Regions from separate parts of the Mus musculus genome. Here region 2 is linked to region 1. A link is a contact called in public promoter capture Hi-C data. All regions are on one chromosome and are shown on one strand. The core of a region is the stretch at or near the end of the contact, and the rest is flanking DNA. Distances in the headings are between cores, read along the strand shown. Region 1 overlaps Rufy2 (RUN and FYVE domain-containing 2). Region 2 holds the start of Atoh7 (atonal bHLH transcription factor 7).

What was found. Promoter capture Hi-C pulls out the DNA fragments that hold promoters and counts their contacts.
Region 2: a promoter capture Hi-C map of liver shows a contact between it and region 1. The contact joins the promoter of Atoh7 here to the enhancer-like site in region 1. A contact is called at or near these places in 7 of 39 promoter capture datasets (3T3-L1-derived adipocytes, embryonic stem cells, liver and 1 more), 1 of 115 datasets of contacts at active chromatin or transcription factors (large pre-B cells) and 2 of 9 other capture datasets (liver and pancreatic islet).

The regions. Positions count from the first base shown.
Region 1 is chr10:62,998,919-63,001,477 of GRCm38.p6, forward strand. Rufy2 (RUN and FYVE domain-containing 2) reads left to right here. Exons shown (of 18, transcript NM_027425.4): 11 at 1,315-1,482. Among named protein-coding and RNA genes, the nearest start is that of Rufy2, 20 kb to the left of the region's middle. Within about 2 kb of position 1,288, at least 13 of the 459 cell types and tissues checked have an H3K27ac peak or open chromatin away from gene starts, as enhancers often do.
Region 2 is chr10:63,098,502-63,101,060 of GRCm38.p6, forward strand. Atoh7 (atonal bHLH transcription factor 7) reads left to right here and starts at 1,284. Exons shown (of 2, transcript NM_001364648.2): 1 at 1,284-2,035; 2 at 2,235-2,559. The coding sequence starts at 1,655. The coding sequence ends at 2,243.

The DNA.
Region 1 (2,559 bases), core at 38-2,537:
AAAACACATCTCGATGTTTTTACCTTTTTTTCTTTTAAATGGGGGAGGTTGCAAGGGAAGAGGGTACATACTAGGGGATGGGAAGAGAGAAAGACTGGTGTACATGATGTGAAACAATGAATCAAAAAGTTTGGGGGAAAAAAAAAAACCTGGTCTTGGTGACACACAGCTCTAATCTCCAGCACTCCGGAGGTAGAGGCAGGGGGATTTCTGTATGTTTGAGGCCAGCCTAGTCTACAAAGCGAGTTCTAGGACAGCCAGGACTCTCACACAGAGAAACCCTGTCTTGAAAATCAAAACAAAACACCCACCTCTCTCAGTATTTTTAAAACTGAGTTACCATCTGTGGTTGTTAGTGTGACTGCAGACCACCATCACAAAAACAATACGTAAGAGGACAGAGTGGAGTATGTATGTTAGCAACATCGCACTTAAAACTTCAGATTTCGGATTGTGAGACACACACAAAAATGCACACATGCAGTTTAATGAAGCAAAATGCAGATACTTATTGCCTAGGCAGAGAGGAGGCTACTGCACGCCTTTCAGTGTGCTTCTCCTGTCGGTCTTTAGCCTTAGGAAACATCTTCATCTGGTTGGTTGGTTTGACAGTGTGCTAGTTTTTGTTAACTTGACAGGAACTGGAGTCACCGAGGAAATACCCCCATTGGATTCGTCTGTAAACAAGTCTGTGAGACATTTCTTTTTCTCAAATTAATGATCAGTGTGAGAGTCCAGCCCAGTGTGGGTAGTAGCATTCCAGACAGGTGGTCCTGGGGATGTTAGAAATAAGGCAGCCTGTGCAGGTCATGGGGAGCAAGCCAGCATTCCTCTCTAGGCTCTGCTCCAAGTTCCTGCCTTTGACTGTAACTGTAAGCCAAATCAACTCTTGTCTCTGAAGTTGCTTTTGTTTAGTGTTTTGTCACAGCAATAGAATGCAAACTAGGACAGATGAGATCTCACTCTCTAGCTCTGGCTGGTCTGGGCCTTCTGTGTAGACCAGGCTAGCTTCAGCCCCAGAGATCCTCCTGAGGAGTGCTAGACTGAAGGTGTACAGCAGTAGGCCCAGACCTTGTTTTTGAAACAGACCTCACTGTGTAGCCCAGGCTGCCCTTGAACTCAAAGCAGTCCCCCTGTCCCATTCTCTTCAGTGCTGGGACTACATGTGGGAACCACCACACCAGGCAGGCTGATGTTGAATAATATACTTAAACAGAACAGAGGAGTGGAACAGTGCTCCCAGCCTTGTTAACGGTTGCGGTTGCACCCACCTGATTTTGATAACCTGAAATTGAAGACACTGTGAAATTGCAGGATGTGGAGAATGAGCTATCAGTACAAGTTGGCATGAAGCATGAGATGGAGCTGGCCATGAAGCTGTTGGAGAAAGACATTCACGAGAAACAAGACACTCTCATAGGCCTTCGGCAACAGCTGGAAGAAGTCAAAGCAATCAACATTGAGATGTATCAAAGGCTGCAGGTACTCAATGTTCTTTGACCCTTGGTATTGCTAGGAAGTAAACTCACGGCTTTGTGCATGATGGACACTGACCATTCACTGAGCCCCCTCCACCTTGATTTCTGTTTCATGAGACAGGGTTTCTTTATATAGCCCTGGCTGTCCTGGAGCTCACTATGTGGACAAGGCTGGCCTCCTAAACTGCCCCTGCCTCCTAAGTGTTGGAATTAAGTTTGTGCCACCACGCCTGGATCCTTTCTCCTTTGAGATGGTACATTCTCCTTCTCAGTGTTGGGGCAGACTACACGGTTTGATGCACCGTCAGTCATGCCGGGGAAGGCAGTGGGGGAGTGGCTGGCAGCCCTAGCTCCTGAAGCTGCTTGCTCCCGATAGGGTACAGGCGGGGTGGCCCGCCTATCTGACTCTTTCAGCGCTGAGACTGCAAGCCACACTTGCTAAGGCTTGCTAAGGTGCAAGTGTGGCTGGCAGTCAGAGGATGCTCTGTGGGAGTCAGCCCTTTCCTTCCACCACATGGTTTTGGAAATGAAGGCATGTTGGCAAGTGCTTTACCTCCTGAGCCATCTCGCTGGCCTATTTTTACCCCCAAGACTTAGTTGACTTGCAATTGTTATTGCAGGCAATAACTAACTTGTACATTTCAGCTACAAATTCACAAAAAGTACTCCCCACCCCTTTTTTGTGCCAAGATCCAACCCTAGGCCTCATCAGATTAGGGACATCCCACCCAGCCAGTCCCAAATCTATTTTCCCTTCTTCCTCTCTCTTCTCAATTTATAAATTTCACTTTTTAAAAAAATGTAGACTGTATGAATATGCACCACACATATGCCTTGTGCCTAATGAGGGTGTGGAACCCTCTGAGCCATCTCTCCAGCCTCTCACTGTGTAGCCTTACTAGCCTAGAACTTACTTCTTAGACCAGGCTAGCCTTGAACTCCAAGTGATCTGCCTGGTTTTGCCTCTGCAGTGCTGGGATAGAGGCCTGTGCTCCACATCTGGCACTTAGGAATGAATTACACTTATTTTTCTGATGTGTGTGTACCACAGCGCACACACAGAGAAGTCAGAGGATAACTT
Region 2 (2,559 bases), core at 34-2,533, 100 kb after region 1:
TTGTCTTCAAGTTATTCAACTTCATTTCCCCGTCAGTGCTTTAGCTGGGGACTAATAAACTATTTATGGGAAGACGGGGCTTGAAGTCAGGGTGGTGGTGTTGGGGCTGTAGTCTGAGGTACCAGCGGGGTAAACAAGTCCAAGTTAAAAGGCCTCTTGATTTGTATGTAGACGATTTAACTAAACAAAAAAATCTGAGGTTACATCCATGGTTCGAAAGGAGAGAGAGCTTCCTTGGCCCTTCCTGAAATATAGAACTGAAAATATTAGAGCCTGTTTCTTTGCCTTTACACTCCCCTGAAAAACAAGAAACAAGCTGAGACGAGAGGGGATAATTAAAGATTTCTCTGTGTAAATCTAATAATTATCAGTGGTGGAAATCATGTTTTGTTACTGTTCTTGAGGACAGAGGACATAGAACAACACTGAATTGCATGAAATATTTTTAGTGGTATAAGAGACAGGCAAAAAGAAAATGCATTAAGATTTTTTTAAACTCCCCAAATTATTTAGATGTTTCCGTTTTTGCATACACACGTGCATGAAGATGTCTTGTTAAGTTTAAATGGTAAACAATGAAGCGATTAGTTATCATTTCAGTTTGTGGCTCAATATTAATGAACAAGAAAATGAAATAGAGCTGCTGAATAAACCTGTCAAGGCCTTGGAACCCACAGAACATAGTATCGAGGTGAACACTGACACATTTGTATCTTTGGATTCATCTTAAGTTGTTTCACAGAAATTATTCACAGAGTCACATTCCAGGCCTGCAACAGTATTTGGATTTCCTAATTTGTATGAATTTATTTAGTAAATTAAATGAAAATGTTAATACTTTATCGCCGCTTCTTAACAAAGCAAAATCTTGATAACCTTCGGATACGCCCTAGCAATGTTAGAAGCAACATCTTCCCGCAAAATGATTTTTCTACTTAATCATTTAAAAACCCGGCCTTTGTTTTTTGATATGTAAGCTTCCTGCTGGTTTGGGAAAAGATGGACCAGGCTCTCCCTTCACCCCCACCTTCTTATTCTATTGGGGACAGTCAGACCAGGCCACTCCAGATGGTGTGTTAGTTAGCGTTGGACATAGCTTTGGAGACACTTCAACAGACGAAGGCAATGATGTCAGGATTTTGCTGTGCGTCGCCCCCTCCCCCCTGCCGTTCCCAGGGTAGGAAGGTGCTGAGATGGGAGCGGAGGGACGCCCGCCCACCTGCCACCACCTGTTCCCTCCTTGAGCCCTGGGCTATAAATTCTCCTCCCTCATCGCTCTGTCCGACATCTACTGCAAGCTGTCCAAACGCTCCTGACCTAGCAGAGCTTCTGGGAAGATTTCGTCACCCCGAAAAGCAGTCTCAGGCTTTCCCAGAGAACTGGAAAGGCTTTCTATCCCCGACCCCCAAGAACGATCCGCAGCAAACTGCAAGAAAGTTTCCTCCTCGTTCAACTTTACGTGTTTGGGGTGGAGTGGGGAGGAATGACTTTTTCCTGAGCATCACTTCCACTGCATCTGGGCAAGGGAAGGGACTTCCCAGCAGGACCCAAGCTAGGGTCCCACACAGTGTCCTCTGGCCACTGACTGACTGCACGTGAGTCGCTCCGTCTGTGTCTTATTCACTCTTGGGAGTCCTGCAGAGCGGCAGCGTGGATGAAGTCGGCCTGCAAACCCCACGGCCCTCCGGCGGGAGCTCGCGGCGCGCCCCCGTGCGCGGGCGCAGCCGAGCGCGCGGTCTCGTGCGCGGGGCCCGGGCGGCTGGAGAGCGCGGCGCGCAGGCGTCTGGCGGCCAACGCGCGCGAGCGGCGCCGCATGCAGGGGCTGAACACGGCGTTCGACCGGCTGCGCAGGGTGGTGCCGCAGTGGGGCCAGGACAAGAAGCTGTCCAAGTACGAGACACTGCAGATGGCGCTCAGCTACATCATCGCGCTCACCCGCATCCTAGCCGAAGCCGAGCGGGACTGGGTCGGGCTGCGCTGCGAGCAGCGGGGCCGCGATCACCCCTACCTCCCTTTCCCGGGTGCTAGGCTCCAGGTAGACCCTGAGCCCTATGGGCAGAGGCTCTTCGGCTTCCAGCCGGAGCCCTTCCCCATGGCCAGCTAAGCCTCGGGGCCATTTGGGTCTTAGGGGAGAAAACTCAATCACCTTTTCTGCTTAATTTCCTTCCCGTTTCAAACAGGTAGATGAAATGAGTTCATTGCCTCCCTATCTCCACTTCTCTTGTGTTTTGTAGGTTTCATGAGTGGACATCGCGAATGACTTTGGACTGCTGTGAAAATAATGCTCTGTTCCTTTTAGCCTAAGACAACGGGGCTGGGGTCTAGCCGAGTTTGTAGAGGACTTGTCTTGCATGTATAAAAGTGGGGTTGAGCCCCAGCTGCCGCTTAGGCAGAGCACGGTGATGCACGGCCTGTAATCCTAGCGTCATTCAGGAGGTGGAGAAACATATATATTTAAATATTTAAGACCCCATGTCAAAAAAAAAAAAAAGATTGAATAAGACTGGTACTAAACCATCAGACAGTTAGTTACCTTCTTAAACTGTGCAAGTTTGTCCC